Linked DNA regions of Zea mays: region 1 is linked to region 2. A link is a contact called in public Hi-C data. All regions are on one chromosome and are shown on one strand. Each heading gives the region's core, a stretch centred on a gene start, on an enhancer-like site or on the middle of the called end of the contact. The rest is flanking DNA. Distances are from core to core; before and after follow the strand shown.

Region 1 (2,848 bases), core at 9-2,508, 530 kb before region 2:
CCCCTCCAACAAGCCACGACCCTATCTCGTGTTGTCTGTGAAACCCTAATCCTCGAACTGGTCGATCTGGTGTTCATGTCTCCTCTCGTTTCCTCGTCGTCGTCTGTCTTGTAGCCTCGTCGGTGGATTTGGTGCTAAGGCGTGCATGTATTCTGTAATGGACTTGAGTTCATGCTTTCTGTAATGGACTGTTATTATGTAGTAGTGTAATGGACACTTTGACTTGAACTCTAAAGGAGCTGGAGATACTCTTTTCCTTCCTAGTTTTTCTCATGAGGTGTGAGTTTTTATCTAATAAGGTTTTTAACGAGGCAGCATTGCACTGAGGCTCCAGTTTGAATGAAATCTGTGTTGAATCTGTGTTGAATATGTGTTAGTATGTTGAATCTCTTCCCTCTCTATTCAATCTGTGACAAATATGTTGAATATGTGTAAGTATGTTGATTCTGTGTTAGTATGAGTGTTTTTTGTTTATTGGCCCAGGCCCGGACACGGCACTATTGACCCATCGTGCCTCCGGCCCAGCCCGTGTAAGAACAGTCGTGTTGGGCCTGGGTCGCCCCAGGTAGCCCACGGGCCAACCCGGCGGGGCACTTAAGCTGTGCCGGGTCTGGTCCATGTCCTGTCCGGGCCAGCCCAGCCCGAATGTTTGGACATCTATACCTAGAGCAGCGCACAATCCAGCCGAGGAACTCGCCCATCCCAAAGCAGCGAAGCTCCTAAACCCTAATCCCAACAAAAATGAGGAAAGTTCAAAGTTCTCTCGGCACAAGCGGGCAAGATGCGAGGCGGAAGCGAGGGGATGGAATGGCGCGCGTACCTGACTCCTGGAGGTAGCGGAAGACGAGGTAGTTGAGCTCCGCCGACGTGAGCAGCCCCATAGCAGGCGGCGCAGGCGAGAGCGCCGCCGGAGCAGGCGGAAGACGCGGGAGGGGCGCAGCGGCGAGGGCGAGGACGGCGCGGTGCGATGGTGGAGAGAGATTTGTCTCCCTCAACATTACCGCTCTCTAAAGTGAGTCGTGTTGTTGCGTTTGTAAAACTAGGTCGCTCCACTTCTGTGCTAAAACACCTCATCTGATACTTTTTGGACGGCTAAGACTGGAGCAGGCAAATGGTGAGTAAGGGTCTATTTAGTTGGGTCGTGGCTGTGAAAAAACTGTTGTGGGTTGTGAGCTGTAAAAAAACTGTTGTGTACCGTGAGTTGTTAAAAGACTAAAACCGTTTGACGGAAATCAATAAAGGCCGTTAAAAGTTCTTCGATATATGTTTTCACAGTTCCATCCAAAAGTCACTAAAAGCAGATCTAGAGGTGCTTTAAATTTTGCACTGTGAGAAAGTCGGCTTTTAGAAAAAGCTACTTTCTGAATCTAGCCCTTTGGTTTTACTTTTGGCTTTTAGGGCCTAAAATCCAAAGTCAAAAGTCAAACTAAACACACCCTAAAGCTTGCACTATAACCTAGTACTGGGAATATGGACCGGACTTTTTAAACCAACACGATCACGACACGAAAACAGAATCACAAACCACGATCCGGGACGAAATAATATGGGTCGAACTAGCACGACCCGAAGACAGACCTGAGCCCGGCCTCAAATTTCGGCTCGTCGGGCCTCAAGCACTGCCCGCACAGATGGGTCGGACTTGGGCCGGCACGACCCAATGTAGCCCAAATTGTTTAATTGCTTTAATTGAATAAGCTACCGACTTAATATTGTTGTGATATTTAGAGTTTATGTGGTGAAATGATGATAGGATTGTTTAATATTTTTAATTTATTAAGCTATGGACTTTATGTGGTTATAATATTTTGATTTTATCTGGTCAAATATATAGGCCAGGCTTGGGCCGGCACGGCCCAACAAAGGCACGACGTGGTTTAGGGCTAGACTGGACCATTGTTTTTAAACTTTGGGCTGACACGGCTCAAAAGTTTTTTGTGCTTTCATGACCCAAACTCGTTTGACACGAAGCACGATGGACTTGGTTGACCCAGCCCAACCTACTATAACGTGACACTCATTTCTTCATTTGTGTCTGAGTACTTGACTCCACCATTTACTTATTGGATTATCTTTTTGTATGTGCTATTGAAAATATATGTTATATGTATGCGCAGGCAAATTATGGTGTATTTGGTTGCGGGACAGCCAGGACAGGGACGTCTCCTGGCGTCCTCTCTTGTCCCTTCAATTCTGAGGGACAACTGGTGACAACACTGAAATAGTTATATCTCAATCCTTAATTCTGAACCAAACAACCTTATTTGATGGATCGTCGCATCTCGTTCTATCTTATCATTGCAACAAAACGTATCCTTAAAGACCCGACAAAAGTCTGGATGGTTGTCCGATTTGTCTGACCCCGTTAGAGTGAATTTAACGAGTGGACTCGTCTGTTGATTTGACCAAATTGCCCTGTTACTCTGTAGCCAAGCTCGCCATATTATTACCCTACAGTTTGGACCCTTCACCTGTTCAGGAATGGAACCACAGACTGCATCAACATAGGGCGCTTATCCAATGAATTCTGCAGAGATCTACTATGCGCTAGCAGTGTTCTCCCTTGTTTCTTTGAAAGATTCAAACTCCTCCAGTGCGTCGGATGTCCTGTGGGACAAGAAAGAGCTGGTGCTTCCTGCTCCGGTAGATTCACCTCTTGAGCTAGTTTGGCAACGAAGAGAAAAAATTCCTTGGAAACCAACCCGGGAGGGGATTTTAGATATCATCTTATTTTCCGAAGAGAATCTCCCCTCCCGGGTGTATTTTCCTGGCATTGTTTGGGAAGTAAAGAGCTAAATACCCCTCTTGAATAAAAAAATACATCAAAAATTTAGAAAAAAATCAAACA
Region 2 (3,111 bases), core at 202-2,701:
TCATTTGTGTAAGGCCATGAGAGACTCCAATCTTGTGGAGAATCCTCACAAACTGGTTAAGATATAAGGAAGAATACCATGGCACTCAAGTTTAATCTTTGGGTCACTTGAGAGGGGTTGAGTTCAACCCTTGACCAAAGGAGGTCACCACAACGTGGAGTAGGCTTTGGCCGAACCACGGGAAAAATCACCGTGTCTCTTGTCCACTTTACTTTACTGTGATTTCTGTCTTCCTTAGTGCTTAAACTTCACTTACATATTGCTCCTAGTTTAACACACATCTCAAGAGAGCAATCAAGTGAAGAGTCTATTTTTCTCTCCTCTTCTCATCCAAACTTGGTTTTAGTTTATTCTAACACCTTTTATAGACCAAGTTTTGTTGTTTGAAGCATTTTTGCAGGATCACCTATTCACCCCCCCCCCCTCTAGGTACTCTAACCGCCTCTGGTTCCCACCAGAACCGCACCACCGAGTTTTGAGGCCCAAACTCGGTGAAACTAGCCCTCCGTAGCGCTGGGTGGTTTTGAGGCTCAACCACTGAAACCACCGTGAGTAGCGCACCGCATGCGTGTCCTCCACGTCCTAGACACGTGTCCCACCAGTTCTCGATCGCGCCAGCGACATGATCCAAACCCTAGCTATCCTTGATAGTTATGCATCTTCACCCCACTTGCTAAGTAACAACTATAAGTGTACTCACCCTTGCTAATATTTTGATCAGAAGAAGGTGAGGATGAAGACTATGATGAGGAACTTGATCACCTTCGTTTTTTCGCTATGATTGACTATGCTACTATTACAGACAAATTATGATTTGAACATTTTCTTTTCATATATTACACTTCTAATTTCAACATATGTGTAACACCCAAAATACCATTTTGGTAGTCTAGTAATACTCACCAATCAATCAAAGTTAAAAATGTTCTTTTATTAGGATTTCCTTATTTTTGAAGTGGGTTCCTCAAATAAATACATAGTAATATTAAAGTTTGATTGAAATTGGAATTTAGAAAAAAAAAGAGTATAACAACAAAATAAGACCAAAAAACAAAGGTAGATATATTTGTTTTTATTTGAGTGAATATTTCTTTAATTGATTTCACATTTAGAAGCATTCATCTAAATGAATAGAACCATAAATAAATACATAAAATCCTCTTTTTATCTCATGTTGGGTTTTCTTGTTTATTGCATTAATATTTGAATTTGCCAACCAAAACCACATTTGAATTTGTAATTTGAAAGGAAATAGAAAATGAAACCAGAAAAATAAAAGTGAAAGGAGAAACTCACTTGTTGCCTAAGCTTGGGACGTAACCTATCCCGGCGGCCCACTCTGTTTTCCCCTCTCTCGGCCCAGTCTCCCTTCGAAGCAACCCACACGGCGCACACATCTGTTGTTCACTCCTCGCACGCGTGAATCACTGGACCATGGGTCCCACTTGACAGCCACTACCCTAGCGTATGCTCGAACTTGCCCGCTCGTGTGCACACCCCGGTCGCGGCCTATTCCACTGAACTGTGGGACCGCTCCGTCAGGCGCAACATCCTCCTCGTGTTCTTCTCCTTTAACAAACTCGTCGCGCCATCCCTTGCTCCATGGAATCTGAAGTCCGTTGCTCGTAGCCTGGGACCGACTTCACAGGGCTATAAAGGCGTGAGCCAGACGCCATCACCCACGCATCCTTCGACGACATCACGCCACCACTGAGAGAGGGCAACAGAGAAGAAGGGAAAGATAGAGAAGACTCTATCGCTGGCGAGCGCGTGCTTGCGCCACCACCTAAGCCTCAATGCGCTGCTCTGGTCTGGGGAGGATGGCATTGCCACCCGCGCGCGTTGGTGACCTTCCCGGGCGTTGGGATTGGTCGGATCCCCGTTGATTGCTCGCCGGAGTAGAGATCGACCGCTCGGTCGCAAGCTCGTCGGGGAGAGGTGTCCCTACTACGTGTCCACGAGTAAGTTGATGTCCCAGACATTTGTCATCCTCTCCTCTCTCTTTTGTCATGTAACACAACCCAGAGTTTATTTTCTAAAGACACCCTCGGGTTTTAGCGAATCAACCCGTCGTCCACATCAGTTAGGAAATAATTAAAACTAGGTCCTGATATTTATGATTTGAACCCAAAATTTCCTGGAATTACTACCCACACCCGAGAGAGTAAATAAATCGAATAAATTAATATAGCAAATGGTTTCTAGTATAGAAATAATTCTAGAATCTTGTTTAATTCATAATTAATTCATTTTATCTCCTTTTTGACTCGTACCAGTTGCATTAGGTTCGTATTAATATTAACTACAATCTAGTAACCTTATGTTGGTATGTAACATGTTGTCAAAATCGAGCACTTAATTGGTTTAGCCTATGTTTAAATTGTCCCAGCACACAAAACTTCAGGAAATCATATCTTCACAACTGTAACTCTGATTTTATAGGTTCTCGAACCTACGATCTCGTAGCAACGTGTAGAACATTATTACGTAGTTTGTTCTCATGTTTGGTGTGATGTTAATTTTTCCTATATCATGTTTGTTTTTATTGTTGTGAGTAGACGAGCGAGTGACCGAGGAACCCAGAACTCAGCAGGTGGAAAATATTGAGCAGGAGCTCGTTGAAGGAAAGTTGCCCTTGATCACTCTTCTTTACCTAATAATGTTCCAATTAATTACTATGACATGCTCAGGTTAATTTTGATGGGACCCAATAGGTCACCCTAGTTTGGTCTACTTTACACTTTGCTCACACCTGAACTTTTGGGGTAGTATTTGCTATTGCTCTATGTAGTTTTGTGTGTTAAGATACATATTATTCATGATCATGCTATTTATTGTCTATGGAGTATTGATTATTATTTTAATTGGAACATGGAGTGACCACCCAAGAAAACAGTGCTACCACAAGGGTGGAATGGGACGTACTTGGCGAATTAATTAGGAAAGCTAGTGTGTATTAACCTTTTCCTAAAAGGGGCAAGCGAGGTGGAGGATGCAGGTGTAGGGAGGTTCTCGGGTCGGACTGTCTGTTTAGCTTTTTGGACGAGGGATTCCTATACCGTTTTTGGCCCGGAAACTTTAGCGGTTCTCTCCTCTAGTGGAACTTTGTAA

What was found. A called contact is a pair of places that touch in the nucleus more often than the background predicts.
Region 1: a contact with region 2 is called in a Hi-C map of ear, with 1.9 times the contacts expected there. The contact joins the promoter of LOC103646802 here to the enhancer-like site in region 2. A contact is called at or near these places in 2 of 25 Hi-C or Micro-C datasets (ear and endosperm).

What each region holds. Positions count from the first base shown.
Region 1 is chr2:107,857,902-107,860,749 of Zm-B73-REFERENCE-NAM-5.0, reverse strand. LOC103646802 (WD40 repeat-containing protein HOS15) reads right to left here and starts at 1,258. Exons shown (of 14, transcript XM_008671459.4): 1 at 821-1,258. The coding sequence starts at 998.
Region 2 is chr2:107,332,206-107,335,316 of Zm-B73-REFERENCE-NAM-5.0, reverse strand. No RefSeq gene overlaps it. Among protein-coding and RNA genes, the nearest start is that of LOC111591043, 39 kb to the right of the region's middle. Within about 2 kb of position 1,451, at least 16 of the 20 cell types and tissues checked have an H3K27ac peak or open chromatin away from gene starts, as enhancers often do. A contact at or near this core is called in ear, where this site is marked.